Linked DNA regions of Sus scrofa: regions 2, 3, 4 and 5 are each linked to region 1. The links are chromatin contacts, called in public Hi-C, HiChIP or PLAC-seq and promoter capture Hi-C maps. All regions are on one chromosome and are shown on one strand. Each heading gives the region's core, a stretch centred on a gene start, on an enhancer-like site or on the middle of the called end of the contact. The rest is flanking DNA. Distances are from core to core; before and after follow the strand shown. Region 1 holds the start of SRGAP2 (SLIT-ROBO Rho GTPase-activating protein 2). Region 2 holds the start of MAPKAPK2 (MAP kinase-activated protein kinase 2). Region 3 holds the start of IKBKE (inhibitor of nuclear factor kappa-B kinase subunit epsilon). Region 4 holds the start of NUCKS1 (nuclear casein kinase and cyclin dependent kinase substrate 1). Region 5 holds the start of DYRK3 (dual specificity tyrosine-phosphorylation-regulated kinase 3).

Region 1 (3,206 bases), core at 150-2,649:
GTAGATCTGCAGGAAAAAGCCTGCTCGGCACGGGACACATCCAGGAAAACAATGTGGTCGGCAGAAGCAGGAAACTGGTTAGAGGCGAGGGTCGGAGTCGGGAAAACCGGGAAGGCGGGGGTGGGGGACGGGGGGACGGAAGGCAGCCGCCGCCTGTCCCAAGTCAGGGACAAGAGTGACTCTAAATGCCACCCCTAATTGGTCACCCAAGCCCAGAGATCTCAGATACCGCACCCAATCCCAGGCTGGGGGTTAGGGCAAGGCCAGTGAGGGCAGCAGTCCCGACTCCTCGCACCAGGAGGTGCCCTAGGAGATTCCGCTTCGACCCAGGCCCAGGAGGCGGGAGAGAAGAGGGCGGAGTGTAGTGCCGGGAGTCTCGCTACAAGACGCGCTGTAAGCGGCGACTCTCCCTCCTGGGCCGCCCGGTTCCCTTTCCGCGCCGGGAGTCTCCCACTTCCCCCGCCTGAAGAAAGGGCCGCACTGAGGGAGGAAGGGAGAGCAGAAGCGGCGTGGTGATTCAGGCCGGCAGGAAGAGAGGAGGGGGGTGAGAGGTGGGGTCCTAAGACTGCACGGGAGCCAGGGATAACTGGAGCTTCTGCACGCGCTTGATAGGCGGGGAGAGGGCAAAGGGAGGATAACCCTGGGGCTGGGGGGGAAGTTAGGAGACTATTGTGGGCCGCGATGCTACACGCAGCGCTAGGATGTTAACAACTTTGCGGTTCCAGATATGTCTGGGAACTGGAGCGCGTAAAGAGGAGCCATTCAGGTCCGGCTGGGGGCTCGGGCAGGGGAAGAGCCCCGGAAGCAGTGCGGAACACCCATCCTTCTAGGTCCAGGGCTGTAACTGGGCTGTCTGCCGGGGCTTGGAGACAGAGTAAGAGGGCAGCTGATGGCTGCAAGTGATGCCACCGACGGTTGCCAAAAGGTGGACCGAGGCTGCCCATGTGCAGGACTTGGGGAGGGGGCTGGGTGCGGACTGCGCGGCTGCATGTGAGCCAACGCAGAGTCCTAGGCAGTATGGTGATAGGCGGAGATGCAGTCCTGAGTAGTATTATGGGCTGCACTGGGAGACTGGGAGTAGGTCATGGGGGGAGGGGGTCTGAGATATTCCAAGCGACAATGTTAAAGCGTTGCCGAAAGCAGCATCCGCGCCCTCTCCTTCCCGCCCCTGCCCGGGTTTGTTCAGTCAGGGCTCCAGCTCCGCGGCCGGGAAGAAAAAGGGGAGAGGGAAGGAGCCTTTACCTGGCTCTGACGCGACGGGTCCCAGGCCCCCGGCTCCGCTTCCCACACAGAGTTCTCCTCCCCTCTTCCCCGCCACCCGCTTCTACGCAGATCGGTCCCCTAGTCCCCGGAGGAGCCTCCGCCAACTCCGCAGGACCCCGCCGGGAAGCAGAGCCCACCCCCTTGCCAATCACCACCCGTTTTCTATCGACCGATGGGGCTCTTAGCCAATAGAAATAGCTGATCCCGAGAGGCCTGGAATGAGGAGGAGGAGCTGGCGAAACTTGGGGGTGTGACTAGCACTACCGAGGCGTGGTCACAGAGTAAGCTCCTCCCAGGGTGGCCGAACCCCAAAGTAGAACTGATGGGCGGGATTAAAATGGAACCCACAGCCAAACACATACTCCTGAGAGAAGGCACGACCAATTGGACCGGGGTAGAGAGGAGGGGCGTTGCGGAGAGTTTTAGCCAATAGAGAGTAGAGACCGGCGGGAACCTTTAGAATGTCTTCCAGTAAAAAGCGCGAAGGGCGTGCCTTGCTTCTCTCACTGAGGCGGGAGTAGGTCTTGCCCCAACCTCCCAGGGCTGACCAATGGGATCGGGGGCGTGGCCAAGATCCGCCAACCAGAAAGCCGAGTGGATCAAGGCACCGTTACTGGGGCGTGGCGTACGGTTTCTTAGCCACTAAGATCTCGCCAGGGGCAGGCTCCCAAGCCTTCCAATGCGGGACGTGGGCAAACTCTAGTTCTCCCAATCGGTGCGCGACGCTGGCAATTCAAACTGACAGCCTGTTGGAAAGGCAGAGAGAGCGGAAGAGGGAGCAAAAAACGACCTGTTCGGTAGCAGAGACCTCAATCGGTGGCAGAGACCTCAACGCCGTCTGAGCCCCCAAAGCGACCTCTGTCCCGCCCCACCCATACCACCGCGCGCTCTGGAGCGGCCGTTCGGGAGAGACTTGAGGGGACTGCGGGGGGCACGAGGGAGAGCCGAGGGGAGAGAGACGCGAGAGGAACCGCGCGAGAGCCCGCACGCTAAGGGCTGGGGGCTGCGGGGAGAGAAGTGAAGCGGTGGGCCCGCGAACGAGCAGAACAGAGGAGGGTCGCGGGAGGCCTAAGAAGCACCCAGGATCCTTCCAGTGGGAAAGCTGAGGAGATTTCTGAATTCTGGGGAGAGGAGAAAGATTTCCAAAGAGGAGGCGTGGGTAGGAAAGCTTAGCCTGCGATCCCAGAGAGAGGAATTGGAGCTCTCCGTGGGAGGGGCTTAAGAGGGAAGGTTTAGATAAAACACGGGAGAAGCTGAGGGAATTGCCAAAGGGGCGGGAGTTAAAGGGTAAAGGATCCTTCTAGACTGGAGTAAGGGAATATTGCAGAAAAGTTCCCGAGGCAGCTTGCCTTTTGTCTCCTCTCCACTCCCTTGCCCGAAAGTTGAAGAGAAAGTCAAAGTTGCTATTTCTCCCGTCCCTGTTCAGTAAATATTACTTATACCCTCCCACGGGAAAATCGAAAAGGAACTCATTCCCTTCTCGATTTTAGGGCCTAGAAAAGCTCGAGGCCTCGCAATTTGATTTTTAACCTGGGGCATCAAACTAGGAAAGGAATAGCTCTTGTTTCCACTTTGAAAATCCCACATCTCATCCTTCCCCGGACGCCATGTCTACCAGCTGTTGTAGTTTCAAGGACCGCCGCGTGTCCATCCTGTGTTGCAAATTCTGTAAACAAGTGCTCAGCTATAGAGGAATGAAGGCTGTTTTGCTGGGCGACACTGAAATAGACCTTTTCTCTACAGACATCCCTCCTACCAAGTAAGTCATGCTATTGGCGGGCAACAGTAGCCTTTAACTAAGTGGGAAAAGTGTTTGGCTTGGACTTCTGGGAGTCAACAAAGGAGGTTATCATTTTGGTGTTCCAGCCACTCCCAACAGTCTGATGATCCCCTGGGAGTGTAACTAAGGGGGCAGACTGTCTGGACGAAGTCTGTGGTTTAGC
Region 2 (3,338 bases), core at 208-2,707, 480 kb before region 1:
CGGGCCAAGCCTTGGTGTACAGATCCGGTTTACAATGATCAATGGAGCTATGGAAACAGCAGACACTGCGCGTGAGCCTGCTGGCCTCCCATCTGGAGCCTCACAGGCACTGAAGGTAGGAGGGGGCCTGCTCTCGGATCAAAACAATCCCTCCCCCGCGCCGGGGTGAGGCGGGGGTGCGGTGTCCCCGCGGAATCTCCAGCCTTGCACCTCCTGGGCCGGCGCGCCCCAAGGCCGCTCACCCGCACTCTCGAGGCCCAGGGAAGTGAAATCACACATTCCGGCTCCCAAATAAGGAGCGAGGCTAAATAAACCTCTGAGATCCGACTTCTCCAAGCCAACCGACCAACCAACTCAATGAGTAATGGGCCTTTTGTGCCCGCAGAAAGAAAGAAAGGAGGGAAGAGAGGATGGGGAACAACCACCTCCGAAAATCACTTCCTTGAGACAGAGGGGAAATGAGCTGAAGCGGTCCCGAAGCCAAACCGTTGCGACTCGGCTGGATCCCGCTCAAACCCAAAATGGCAGAGTCCTCACGAGTCCTCTCGAGTCCCCGCCACTCACACCCGGAGGTGACCGGAAACTCGATCTCGGGCGGCGTGGACCGCCGGGACCTGACCTTCCTGCGGCCCCTCGCCCCCCCTGCCGCGAACTTGGAACCCCTCGCGCGCGCGGGATGGACAGCCCTGTCGCGGCCACTCCTCCGCAGCCCTGACGCCCGTCAGAGGCAAGCGTCGCGGCGATCCTGCTGAGCCACCGGGCGCTTCGGCCGCTCCGGGACGCCAGGGGTCGTCCCCGGGAGCCCCCCTCCGCCCGTCCACTCCTCCCCTGGCCCCTAAACCTACTTTTAGGGCGAATTTCTCCTGGGTCCTCTTGTTGAAGATCTGCAAAACTTTCCCGTTGATGCCCAGTCCCAGGACCTGGGTGGTGACCTTGTAGTCGTCGATGATGGCGTTCTTCTTGATCTGCAGGCTTGACTTGACGTGGAACTGGGGGAACTGCTGCGGGGGCTGCGGCGGCGGCTGGGCCGGCGGGTGAGGTTGGGCCGGGGCGGGGGCTGCGGCGGCGGCGGCGGGTTGGGGAACAGCACCGGAGTTGGACAGCATGGGGCGGCCGCGGCGGCAGCGGCGGGCTGGGGAACAGCACCGGAGTTGGACAGCATGGTGCCCGGAGACGCGGGAGCAGCGGCAGGAGGGCTCGCGGCCGGCCCCTCCTCCGGCTCCGGACAGGGTCCCCGCCACCCCCCGCCCGGCTGCGAAGTTTGCTCGGGGCTGGAGCCGGCTTCCCCGCCCCGACCCGGCTCCAGGCTCGGCGGGTCGCGGGGCTCCGTGGGTCCCGCCGTGCGCCGCAGGCGCCCACCGGCCCAGTTCCCTCCCTCCCACCCTCCCCCCGGGGGCCAGGAGCTCGGAAGAACGCGGGATGGCGGGGGCCCGGCCGGGGGGGAAGCCGCCGCGCGACAAAGTACCCAGCCCGGGGGCCGGCGGCCGCGTCACAGCCTCGTCTGCGTCCGGGGCCGGTCCTTAAAGGGGTGGGTCGGAGGGGGCAGGGCTTGGGGAGGCGGGGCGGAGCCGGAGAGGTGTGGGTGTGGGGGAGGGGCTGGCCTTAAAGGGGAGGACGAGAGGCGTCCGGAGTGTGGAGGAAGGGAGCTGGGAACTGGGGCTCTGGGCAGGGAGTGGGGACCGAGAAATCCTAGTTCTTAATTAATCAGGGCCACGCAAAGGGAAGGGGGAGGCGTATGAAAGCAGCTGCATTATCAGATAGAAAATCGACTTTTCTCCAATTGTCTGGCTCTTCTAGACACCAGCAGCTGGGGGGTGGATTTTGAAGGCGAGAGATGACTAGTAAGAATCAGCCAGACGAGACCACGGGGTGAGCTGGAGTTACAGAGGCCATTCATCCTAGAATACGGAATATTTCTTCACTTGGACACTTTCGTATGAATTTTACATTTCTTTTCTCATAAATTTGTTTTTCAGTAAAGATTTGCTGTTGTCAAAATATAAGCAATTTAGTAATTATACTTCTGAACTTTTTTTTTTTTCATGTAAATGAGTTTAAAAGCGGTACAGAGTAGGAAGAGGATGGACGGACATCCAGACTGCCTGAATTCAGGAAGCCTCTCCATTAACCAGCTGTGGGATCCTGAGCAAGCCAGCGCACCTCTCCCAGTGGGAAGAATAGGGTGTGGGGCGAAGTCCAGGAAACTATGTACCAACAAGGGAAAGTCTGAGAAATAGGTCCTGATTTCCAACGTGAAAAAAAGACCCCAAAGTGGGTATTTTTGAAGAAGCCGAGTTCTAGTCCAGGGTAATGCCATGTCTCTGTGGAAGAGAGCAAGGCTCTAGCTGGACCTAATTAGGAAAGGAGATTGGGGAGGCCCTACATATAAGCTGCCAGGGGGGTTCTGTGCATATTCTGATGGGTGGTTGGGGATGATCTTCAAATGCGCCGCTGCTGACCTCTTGCCCACTCGGACTAGTGGACCAGTTGAGAAATAAGACAAAGAAACCAGACAGGGGAAGACAAAACCTCAGCTTAATTACTGATAAGGCTGAATTAGAGAAGGTGATTTGACCTATGGCCATTTGTGGCCCCTGGCATGTTTCCCTAACCCTCTAGAGCCCCCTTGTCCGCAGAAACTCAGCTCAGGGAGAAGCAGAGAAGGGAACATCCTAAGGACAGGTGCCCTTGGAGACGGAGCCCAGACAGGCAAGGAGCTCCAGGGAAGGAACGAGGGGTATTCTGAAAGGTAGAAGTTACCCTCCCAGCACAACCCCTTCCTGGACTCACCCCAGGGCTCGCTGCATGGGCCAAGGAGAAAAACAGTTCCCTTAACAGGAATACTAGCTCTTTTTTTTTTTTTTTTTTTAATTTTTTGGCCACACCCCCAGGCATTGCAGAAGTTCCTGGGCCAGGGATAGAACCTGTGCCTCAGCAGCGACCCCAGCTGCTGCAATGACAATGCCAGATCCTTAACCTGCTGAGCCACCAGGGAACTCCAGTACTCCTGCTTTCTGAGCTGAGTTTATTTAGTGTACACCTTGACTTTGCAAAGTGCCACGCTCAGCCTTGCCCTAGTGGATGATGCCAATCTGTGGGAAAGAAAATAGATACCAGCAGGTAGCATGAAGCAAGTCTGAGAGGTGAAGGCAGAGGGATTCTCAGCTATCTGTAGGAGCTGGAGTTTCCTCTTGTGCTGGAGGTTGGACACAGTTAGACAGTTCCCCATTCTTCCCACTCCTCAAAGATAAAAAGGCGGCCTGCGGCCACAGAGATTGAAAAACACCTCACCCGTTCTACAGTACTGCTGTCACCTCCTAAAGGCACACACACAGCGG
Region 3 (3,263 bases), core at 203-2,702, 280 kb before region 1:
AGGGCTGCACTGGGGCAGATGCATAGCTGAAGCTCTGAGGCATGGGCAGTGTGGCACAGAGGGCAGAGCCCTGGACAGGGTAGCACGCCCTGGGCTCTGCTCCTGGCCCTGCTGGGGCTGTGCTTGGGAGCTGATGGACAGTGCAGCTGATCAGCTGTGCGTGCTCTCTGACGCCAGCCCCGCAGCCATTGTGCTGCAAGGGCTCTCACTGTCCTCCAGGGGTATTCAAATGAATGAGGGTGGGTGGTGGAGCCCTGAGCCTGCCGCCCCACCCACCTTCCTTGCCCTCTTCCTCCTCCTCCAGGCTCTACTGTGGCCAGAAGCACTTACCCCGTGCTCTGAGCAGTCCTGGATCAGGCAAAGACTCTCCTGGGCGAGTGTGTGTTATGTTTTCTGTCTGTGGCAAGTCCAGGAGCTGAGCTACACCGGAAAGAAGAGGGCGGATGAGAGGCACCCCTGGGTGCTGTGTGATTCTCAGCCTCCATCAAAGGCGCCCCCTGCGGCCCCAGCCCTTTAACCCTTTCCTGTTTGTCACCCTCCCCTACAGAGCTGGGGGTTTCCAGCCCAACTCGCCAGCTCTAGGAGATTCTCCTGGCCACTCCCACCCCCGCCTCCCAGACCTGGGCCAGTGAGAAGGCCCCCAGGATTGTTGAGGGCAGGCGCCAGAAGCAGAAGAAAAGTACGGAGGCAGAGCTGATTGCTGGCTTCAGGTGTTGGGAAGCCGAGCCTGGGAAAGGAGCACCGTAGGTGGTAGCAGCACTCTTCCACGCACCTACCCCCCCGCCTCCCGCCATGGGCCTCTAAGCAGTCTGGGTACCCACCGGAGATGGAGCACAGGGCATCTCTGGGGGGAGGGGCAGCAGCCGCAGAGAGATGGAGGGAGGGCCATGAGCCTGGGCTGACAGGGCCAGCACCCCGACACTCTGCTAAGTGCTGACCCTGAGCTGCCTGGCCCCCCAGGCTCCCTCATTCAACCCCCCCCCCCAGTGGACTCAGCACACTCACCCCATCTCGGCTGTGGGGCATGCAGGCTTGTGGGACTGCGTGGCGCCCGCAGAGATGTCAGGGCTTTTTGTCATTCATAGGCAGCACTCATTACATCCTGGTGGCCACCAACCCTGGGGATCTGAAGTTGAAGTGGCTCGGTGCCACTCCGGGGAGCTAGGGGAGCTGGGAGCAAAGGCCAGCACTGGCTCAGCTCCCTGCCCGCCGGCTTTCAGCTCTCTCACACTTCCTGATTTCGTTCTTTCTCTCTCTTAAAGAGACAGAGGCAGCTGGGCTGCCGCCACCCCCGGCAGGAAGGAGAAAGAGGATGCTCTGAGTTCCCAAGTGGAGGCCATAGGACCAGGGCGTGAACCACAAAGAGGCTGGGAACTGAGGCTGAGTGGCTGTGGTGGGCTGCGGGGTGCTATTTCTGTATCTCCTGTGGTTCACCCGAGCAGGGAAGTGTAGCGTTCAGCCTGGACTCTACAGAGCAGGTTGGGCCAGTTATCCAAGTGCAGAGCAGCCTGGGAAAACCAACTTCCCACACCCCCAGGAGCCCCAGGGAGGTTCAGAGCCAATGAGCAGCCACTTCTAGGAGAACCTGGCTCTGGCTCATCTTCCCAGTGAGCCTGCAGAGGTCTGAGAGCAAGCACTGGAACCCGGGCCATGCTTCCAGTGTGGCCTTGAGCACAGCACACGACCCCTGCCAGATAGTTTTTTCTCATCCAAGGCATGAGGGTGGTAATGTTGACTCTATTGCTCATGTGGGTGACACGGGACAGTATATTTGGAAATGCACGGGCACCTGGAAAGAGCTTTACAGATGGGCATGGAGGCTCACACACCTGCAGCAGTTTTCCCGTGATCATCAGAGATGGCTGGGGCTGGCACCCAGGTGTGCCAGCTTCCCAGTGGGACTCAATGCCCCAAACCAGGTGTCCTCGGAGGCTGGAAGTCCGTCAGTCCCGCTCTGGTCAGCTCCGAGATGGCAGCTGGATAAGAAGTGGTTAAAGCCAGGAAATTCCATGTTTCAATAGAAAGTCGGAGGGACTTTCCCATGGCCACACCTGGTGGTTTCCTCCGGCAGCCCCACCCCTAGCACAGTGACACCAGAACGGGAGCCCAGTTGAGAACGGCCTTGTGCTCACATTTGCGGATCCGGCACTGGCTGATAAACCACACCCCCTCCGGCAGCCAGAGCTGCTCTCCCAGCAGGCCCAGGAGAAGGAGCATCCTTCAGGCCTGTACTTCAATGGGCTTCCCAGCTTCCCCCTTGCCTGGTGTACGATCGAGCTGCACTTCCTTGGCACCCTCTGATTCAGCGGGGCCATGTGATTTCTTAACCAAAGCATTTAATTGCTGATGCAAGACACTCCCACCACAGACAGTGTGATTCTGGTAGACGTTGTGACTTCCCTCTCGGTCCCAGTCCTTGAGTGCCTGTCGAGCAGAACCCGTCTGCTGGCCCACAGGGGACACGTTGCTTTGGTGAGACATCAACCTTTGTTGTTTTAAGCCACTGAATTGTGCAACCTAACCTACCCTATCGCTAAAGCTCTACTCATTCCCCACCCCCCATGAAACTGCCCAGGGCTCACCAGCACCCCCTATGCCTCAGCGCTCTCTGCAGCAAGCCTGATCCCCTTCCTAGGGCCTCAGGCACCCTCAAAGGCGATGAGCCTGTGTGTCTAGCATTTACTAGGAAGCAGGCACTGTGTGCTAAGGACACAAAGGGGAGACCTAGGCACCCCCCAGAGCTGTTCAGGACAGCATGGTGAATGTTATGAGGTTTGTTTATTTGTTTATTTATTTATTTATTGTCTTTTTGCCTTTTCTAGGGCTGCTCCCACGGCATAAGGAGGTTCCCAGGCTAGGGGTCCAATCAGAGCTGTAGCCACCGGCCTATACCACAGCCACAGCAACGCGGGATCCAAGCCGCATCTGCAAACTGCACCACAGCTCACGGCAACGCTGGATCCCTAACCCACTGAGCAAGGCCAGGGATCGAACCTGCAACCTCATGGTTCCTAGTTGGATTCATTAACCACTGCACCAAGATGGGAACTCCTGTTATGAGGTTTATACTGCAGCAGGGAGTGACTCTGTGAACCTGGCAGAGGGGGATGGCTGGGGCGGGGGGGTGCTGCTGACCAAGAAGGGCTTGTGAGGAGAAAAGATACTCAACCAAGCTTGAGAGGGAGGTAGGTTCGGCCGAGAAGAGGTCAGAGGTGTGAGCTTCCAGGCTGTGGGAAAAATGCACAGCTGGGAGGTGAGCTGGT
Region 4 (3,162 bases), core at 81-2,580, 400 kb after region 1:
ATTTAAACTACCACCACCAACTTTCAGCAGAGAAAAGGTGGAGTGACATGGAAGAGGAAATACGACTTGTTTAATGCTTTGCTTGGTGGACTGCCATTCTCTTCCCTTAGGGAAGCCAGATTTTACAAGGGGAAACTTTCAGGCGGTGATAGTGGTGGGTTTGTTTGTTTGTTTATGGAGTGTATCTTCAGTTGGTTATTAACAGACTCCCTGTGACAGGGATTGAAGTCTATTTTACAATGGTGGGGTACACACTGGCCATTCATATAGGGATCCTGAGCTCCACCTCTGAGTTTTATGCATCTAACTAATGTTCACAGATTTAAATCTAATAATCTGAGTTACCCTCAGCTATTTCACTTGTGTCTTGAGCCAGCTGCTCCCCCCCACCATCCAGGGATAAGGGATTGAATTTAACAAATACTTATGTTGCGCTTACTGTGTTCCAGAGACTGTCCTAAAGTTGACTGATTAAAGTCAACTCATTTAATCCTAATAATTCTGTGAGTTAAGTACTATTGTTCCCCATTTTACACATCAGAAAACTGAGGCCCAGAGAAGTAAAGTTATGCAACTATTCAGTGGTGGACCTGAGGTTCAGTCTGAAACACCTTCTGGTCCAGAGCTCATGCTCCTAATCATTTGGTCCCCCAAAATGATGCTCATGACTGGGATTTTAAAGACCTCAAAGTGATCTCTAGGGGCAGAACAGAGAATGGAAATTTGTCGTGAAGTTATTCCTTGATTATGAGCCTGCCTCTCTGGTCTAGCAGCGGTTGGGGTCTTGAGGGCTAATGTTGAAGCACGGAGAAGGGGTTTGTGGATTTAAGGTCAAAATTTTTGAACCTATGGAATTTCCCTCCAATTCAGAAGCAGTACCTTCCTGACGAATCAGCTGCTTATCCCACAGATTTTGCTATTAGTGGAGTTTCTAGATGATCAAGCCAGGTGAAATGATACATCATTAAACTAACACTAAAAGACACTGAATCTTTCGTAAATCTTTTTTCCTAGTCGTCCCAAGATGCGACCCAAGACGAATCTGCAACGCAGGAGTGGAAACCAGGGGGCGGGCCGAGCAGCGACCATTTTTGTTTTGCGGCCTTGCGCTCTCAGAGCATCTTGACTAACAGGATCTCACGGAGGGGGCGGGGCCTGAGATACGTGATGATTCAAACGGACTAATGAGCTCGGCGCATCTGGCAGAGGCCACCAATGACCGGTCCTGTTGGGGCGGAGCCCACAGGCCCTAGTGGGTTTGGCTGTACCGCGGCTTTGGCGCATTTTCGGCTGGTTTGATTCATCCATTTTGAAGAGACGGGGGAGCGGGGGGCTCGTCAGATTAAGGGGCCCTGAACCTAGGAGCGGCGGAGTTTGAGAAGCCAGCAGCTCGGGGTTCGGCGGCAGCGGCCCTATCGGCCGAAGTTGGGGGGGGTGGGGCGCCGAGCGCGCGGGGTGGGGGGGGTCCTGGTCTTTGGCTTCTCGACTCGGTCCTGTTTCGACAGCGAACATGTCTCGGCCTGTCAGGTCAGTGCGGAGTCCGAGGCCTGGAACGGGTTGGAGGGGGTTGGGGTGAGTGGTAAAGGAGTGGGGGACAGAAGCCTAGAGTCGGCCTTCTCTTGTGCCACGCGCGGCCTCCTCCCTTTCGGGGCCCGCGCGCGCCCTTGAGCGTGGGGGGCCTTGCTGGCGCGCGGGTCTGCGTGGGGGTGGCGGCCGCGCGCTTCTGCGCGCGCTTCTCCCCGCCCCGCGCTGCTGCAGGGCTCGGGGCTGCTCTGCTGCCTCCCCCACTCGCCGCACTGGAGCGGGCGGGGTGTTCCCTGAACCGCCAGCGGCCGGAGGGGGAGGGGTGTGAAGTCAGTGCCCCCACCCAGGCCCCACCTCCTCCGGGCCGGCCCCTTGGAGCCGGCGGGGGTGGGGGACTAGCGGACTCAGTCTCGGCCCCCACCCCCATAATTGAGGGGGGTGGCGGAAGACTGCCCTCTATCTCCAGTGGTTTACCCCCTTCCCCCCTCGGCTTGCGTGGGGCGGGGGGAACTCAGCCCTCTTTCTCCAGCGGAGGGGGGGGTTGTTCCATCCAAAGGGGGAGGGGCGACCCTGCTGCCGGGCCCCGCCTCCGTCCTCCAGGGTCGCAGCAGGGCCCCGCCTCCCGGATCGGGCCGAGCGTGGGCGGGACCCGTTCTTTTCCCCTCCAGCCAAAGTGAGAGTTCCGGACTAGGCCCTGGAAAATGACTGCAGCCTCTCGCCCAAGTCGGAGTTTTGAGTGGGTTAACTCCCTTCCCCCACACCCCGAGTTCGCTTTTCTCTCCGGCTAGGAATGTCCTTCCTCGGGGAAATGTCCCCTACTCAGGGAGGTGCGGGTTAACTGCTCGACCCAAATCCCGGGTGGTTCTCCTTCCCGCTACCTCTTTCTCTCCTCTTAGCAGTCTACACGTCTCGGATGTTTTTGTAACCTAATCTTTATCCCGGATAACTTTAATGATAAAGGGGCTAGATTTCGGTTAATCGTTAGACTTTATTCTGAGAATTTCAACAAGTTTGTTGTTCCCCCAGCGGACGGTGGAATCGCCCTTTGCCGTCTACTCCTGGCTGTTGTATGGAATGTGCCATTTATGGAGGGGTGTGGCTTAGTCCAATCTGTTGAGGCCTGTTGCAAATAAATGTTTTTTTTTTTTTTAATGTAATATGCTTGATGCTTTCAGCGTGAGATATTGGCTACTTCGCATAGCGTTTTCTGGATAAATAGGTAAAGGGTTAGTTTTTTAATGTTTTAACAGTTGTTGCTTCCCGTACTTCATTCCAAGTTTTGTGAAAAACGGAAGTATTTTGACCTAGAGCTCTAAAGGGAGGTTTGGAACCCCGGAAAGGGTTTTGTTCCACACCATTCTGTTTCCAGACTAGATCATCCATCTCCAGCTGGTGGTAGTATGGGCTGCCTACTCCTACGCTCGGGGGTGGGCGTGAGGAGGGTGCTAACTACTACCTGACTGCTTTTCTGCCTCCTAATTTCAACCCGAATCTCCGTTAATTCAACATCACCACTCGGAAGAGTTTTGCCGACTTTTGGGCACGGAATCGGAATAGATATTTCAGATTATGGTATGAATATTTTTGGGGCATTCTAATTGACCACTGTATCCCATCAAATTATGTAGAGATTTTCTT
Region 5 (3,248 bases), core at 746-3,245, 430 kb before region 1:
TTTGTTTTGTTCTTATAGAAAGGACAGCATTTCCAGCTTTGTATTTTGAAATAATGAAAATAAGTCTTACCTTCTGAATGTTGTTAACACCAGGGACTATCAGAAGGATCTCATTTAACTTACGACTTAAAAGCGAAGGTTAGTTTATATCTGAAACCTAAAGCTAAACATAGCAAACAAACAAGGCAGAGAACTGCATTTTCCAAGTCAGAGATTTGGATTCTAATCTCAGCTCTACCACCGGCTACACTACCCTCCTCTCTGAACCGGTTTCCACATGTTGTAAAGGGAAGAATAGCTCCAGTCCACCTACTCTGGGTCTTACAAGCAAGAAATAAAAGGTCTTCTTAGAGCTGTCTTATTTTGATTTATCCATTCATCTACCTACTTAACATCTATCTAACTTGTAGAAAAAGACAGTGAATTCTACAGCAAATACTAAAGGGATTCTATTACAAAATGTACTAATTTCACGTCTTTACCCACTTAATTTTCTGTGGCTGGTGGAAGCTAAATGCCAAATGATCAAGGATCATTTCTCTATTCTTTAACACAGTGTCTCCACCACTATAAGGGAACACAAAAGATGGGAGAGGATTTATTTAATCCCCAAGATGGCCCTGAATAATGTATTTCATTTGTCACCAAGAACGTGCATTTCCCAGTAACACATATCAGCATTTCATTGTATCATTTTTACATGATATAAATACAATGATAATGACCTAGCTGCAAGCGAAGAATTTTTTTTAAATCTTTGAAACTGGAATATTTTAGTTTCTTTTAAAAACTGTTCTCTAAAGTTAGTTCTAGTGTTTTCTTAATCGATGTGTTATAGGAATACCAAGAGAAAAAAAAAAACCACCCCAAAACAAAAACCAAACAAACAAAATATCTACTACAAATATTTTTGGAATGTTCTCTTTTGAAAAACCATGCTCACATTCTGATAGAATTATTTGTCTTTAACGAGAAATGCTTCATTGACAAGAACGAAAAATTCTAGATGTGACTCTCTGCCAACAGCACGAACAAAACAAAATGGTACAGGCGAACACATTTAAAGAAAAAGACTGAAGATCTACAAGATTTCCTATAAATAGCCAAAGGAAATTACCCAAAGGAAGTCTCCATGCAAATGAAGTGTGTGTGTGTGTGTGGGGGGGGGGTTCCTACTCTCCATTGTGGTGTAAAAACACAAGGCAAGGTGGCGAATCTCTCAAAATAGGATCGGCAGAAAGCCCTCCTCGGCTGAGCCTCTCACCTGCACATCCGGAGCCAGACCGCACCCCTCGCGGCAAAGCCCATAGAGTTCAGCCCTTGGTAATCTGCTCTATGCAACAGGACTTTGAAAAGTGTTGCTCCCTGTCTCCTCCAGTTTGCTAAAATGCCTCATAAAAAGTCCTAGCTTCTTAAGAGTTCCTTACCATATACCCCCAATCTAGGCTTCAGGGATAGTCTGGAGAAGGTGGGGATTCTCCTTTCCCTAACTCCGCTCTAGCCCCCTCCCACGCTGGGCTGGGGGGAGGGGAGCTGATGGAGAGGAAGAGGGTGGCTTGGTCCCTAGGAGAGAGAGGGTCAGACCCCTTCGCCTCATCCCTCGAGCGGGGGTCTCGCTCAACCTCCAGCCCAGCTCTTCCCCACCCCCAGATCTCGTCTGCCAGAGCCGGCTGCTCACTGGGGCGCCCCAGCCCGTTACCCCGCGGCGCCGTTACCTCCGCTGCTGGGGCGGGAGTCCAGCTCCCGGCTGCCCCGCATCCTTTCGCCCGGGCCCGCGAGCGGTGCCTCCCATCCGTCAGCTCGGGACCCCCGGGGGGGAGGGGCGGCGGTTGAAGGATCCAGCAGGCAGTGTCCACCTGCACTAGGGCGGCTGCCTCCCGGAACGCGACGCTTCCCCAGGAACTCGCGTCCAGACACTGCAGCTCCACGCGCCTTTGCTCGGGACTGGCCCCGGACGGGAACAGCAAGACAAGCACCAGGGCGGGAGGGGGAGCGGAGTGGTCGCCTAGCAACCGCGGCACGCCCCGGGAAACGCCTCTGCGCAACTACGCGTTGACGCACAAGGGCGGGGTGAAGCCTCTCCCTACCATGAGGCGAGCTTGTACGATGCTGCAGCCGGCTCCTGGAGGCCGGAGGTACAGATTCTGCTGTCTGGGCAGCGGAGGTTCTTTGGCCGCAGGTTGAGGCCGGGGCGCTCCGGCGCGGGAGGGAGACAGGCCCTAAGGCGGGTTTGTGAAATAGCACTTAGTCCCGGATTTCTGCGACAGAACTGCGGTCCGCCCCTCACGGTCAACTGTCCCTTAGCAGGTTGCAGCCAGGCGTTCTAAAACCTGCCTTGAATATGATTAAATAAATAACTTTTCAGACTTGCTCACCGAGGAGTTGTCCCTCCGGAGAATAATGAGTTAACGAAGGAGAGCAATAATAACCCATTTTGTGACACTACCTGCGCTACGAACATTTTATTTAACCTCAGAAATCATACCAGATGATGATTTCTTTTAGATTTAAATTAACTAGGATCCGGAATTTAAGCTGAGGTTTGTCTGACTTCCTTTTAATGGGATCCCACGCATGGTAGGGCTCTAAGAGCCATTTTACGGATGAGAAAACCGAGGCCAGAGAAGCCGTGCTTCCTCGGGATCATCTAGTTGGCGAAGCCTGAGCCAGCTGTCTCCAAATTCCCAGGCTCCCTCCTGCTGCACCAGGTCCCCTGGAAATCTCTTCCTTTTTCCTTGGAATGGGTGGGAGTTTTCCCTCTTCATTTTCTGAAAAGTTAAGGTACCTCGGCAGCACCAATGTTAAGCGGATTTCCATATCTGAAGTGAAAGAGAAAGAGGTTAAAATAAAAGAATACCAGTGTTGTTTTCTTGAGTGTGACATCCAGTCGGATTTTCTACATTTACAAAGCACGAGGCAGGCCTCCTGACCAAGAGAACGAAATGTTCTTAAAATGCTGAACATGGGCGCCACCTGGTGGGGATTGGGGACTTACTGTCCTAACTCGGCAAAGCATAGTCCATAAATCTGAAATTTTCCATCCAAGGCTCATTTCCGTGTGACTAAAAGTCATACTCCCTGTTCTCATACCTTCAAGTAAAAATGTCCTTAAAATCCAAAGGCTCTTCGCTTTATAAATTAAGAATGTTTCGGTTTTGGGAAACTTTATTCTTTGTGATCCATGTTTCTTTACCCTAAGATATAACTACAAATTCAAACGTTTTCTTCCCCGATATCTAAATTTTTTT

What was found. Promoter capture Hi-C pulls out the DNA fragments that hold promoters and counts their contacts. A called contact is a pair of places that touch in the nucleus more often than the background predicts. HiChIP or PLAC-seq counts read pairs in DNA pulled down with a chosen protein or histone mark.
Region 2: a contact with region 1 is called in a promoter capture Hi-C map of fetal liver, with 2.4 times the contacts expected there. The contact joins the promoter of MAPKAPK2 here to the promoter of SRGAP2 in region 1. A contact is called at or near these places in 1 of 5 promoter capture datasets (fetal liver), 3 of 47 Hi-C or Micro-C datasets (heart right ventricle, liver and skeletal muscle) and 1 of 2 datasets of contacts at active chromatin or transcription factors (alveolar macrophages).
Region 3: a contact with region 1 is called in an H3K27ac HiChIP or PLAC-seq map of alveolar macrophages. The contact joins the promoter of IKBKE here to the promoter of SRGAP2 in region 1. A contact is called at or near these places in 2 of 5 promoter capture datasets (fetal liver and liver), 2 of 47 Hi-C or Micro-C datasets (fibroblasts and liver) and 1 of 2 datasets of contacts at active chromatin or transcription factors (alveolar macrophages).
Region 4: a Hi-C map of liver shows a contact between it and region 1, with 6 times the contacts expected there. The contact joins the promoter of NUCKS1 here to the promoter of SRGAP2 in region 1. A contact is called at or near these places in 4 of 47 Hi-C or Micro-C datasets (heart right ventricle, liver and skeletal muscle).
Region 5: a contact with region 1 is called in a promoter capture Hi-C map of fetal liver, with 2.2 times the contacts expected there. The contact joins the promoter of DYRK3 here to the promoter of SRGAP2 in region 1. A contact is called at or near these places in 1 of 5 promoter capture datasets (fetal liver), 1 of 47 Hi-C or Micro-C datasets (heart right ventricle) and 1 of 2 datasets of contacts at active chromatin or transcription factors (alveolar macrophages).

What each region holds. Positions count from the first base shown.
Region 1 is chr9:66,836,260-66,839,465 of Sscrofa11.1, reverse strand. SRGAP2 (SLIT-ROBO Rho GTPase-activating protein 2) reads right to left here and starts at 1,399. Exons shown (of 23, transcript XR_002335789.1): 1 at 1,243-1,399. It overlaps FAM72A (protein FAM72A), which reads left to right. Exons shown (of 5, transcript XM_021063305.1): 1 at 1-393; 2 at 2,882-3,022. The coding sequence starts at 2,958.
Region 2 is chr9:67,312,770-67,316,107 of Sscrofa11.1, reverse strand. MAPKAPK2 (MAP kinase-activated protein kinase 2) reads right to left here and starts at 1,457. Exons shown (of 12, transcript XM_003130462.6): 1 at 1,054-1,457; 2 at 846-1,051. The coding sequence starts at 1,162.
Region 3 is chr9:67,121,244-67,124,506 of Sscrofa11.1, reverse strand. It overlaps IKBKE (inhibitor of nuclear factor kappa-B kinase subunit epsilon), which reads right to left and starts at 1,452. Exons shown (of 22, transcript XR_002335790.1): 1 at 1,006-1,452; 2 at 331-420.
Region 4 is chr9:66,433,658-66,436,819 of Sscrofa11.1, reverse strand. NUCKS1 (nuclear casein kinase and cyclin dependent kinase substrate 1) reads left to right here and starts at 1,330. Exons shown (of 7, transcript NM_001244237.1): 1 at 1,330-1,527. The coding sequence starts at 1,511.
Region 5 is chr9:67,267,347-67,270,594 of Sscrofa11.1, reverse strand. It overlaps DYRK3 (dual specificity tyrosine-phosphorylation-regulated kinase 3), which reads right to left and starts at 1,995. Exons shown (of 4, transcript XM_021063317.1): 1 at 1,716-1,995. The coding sequence starts at 1,792.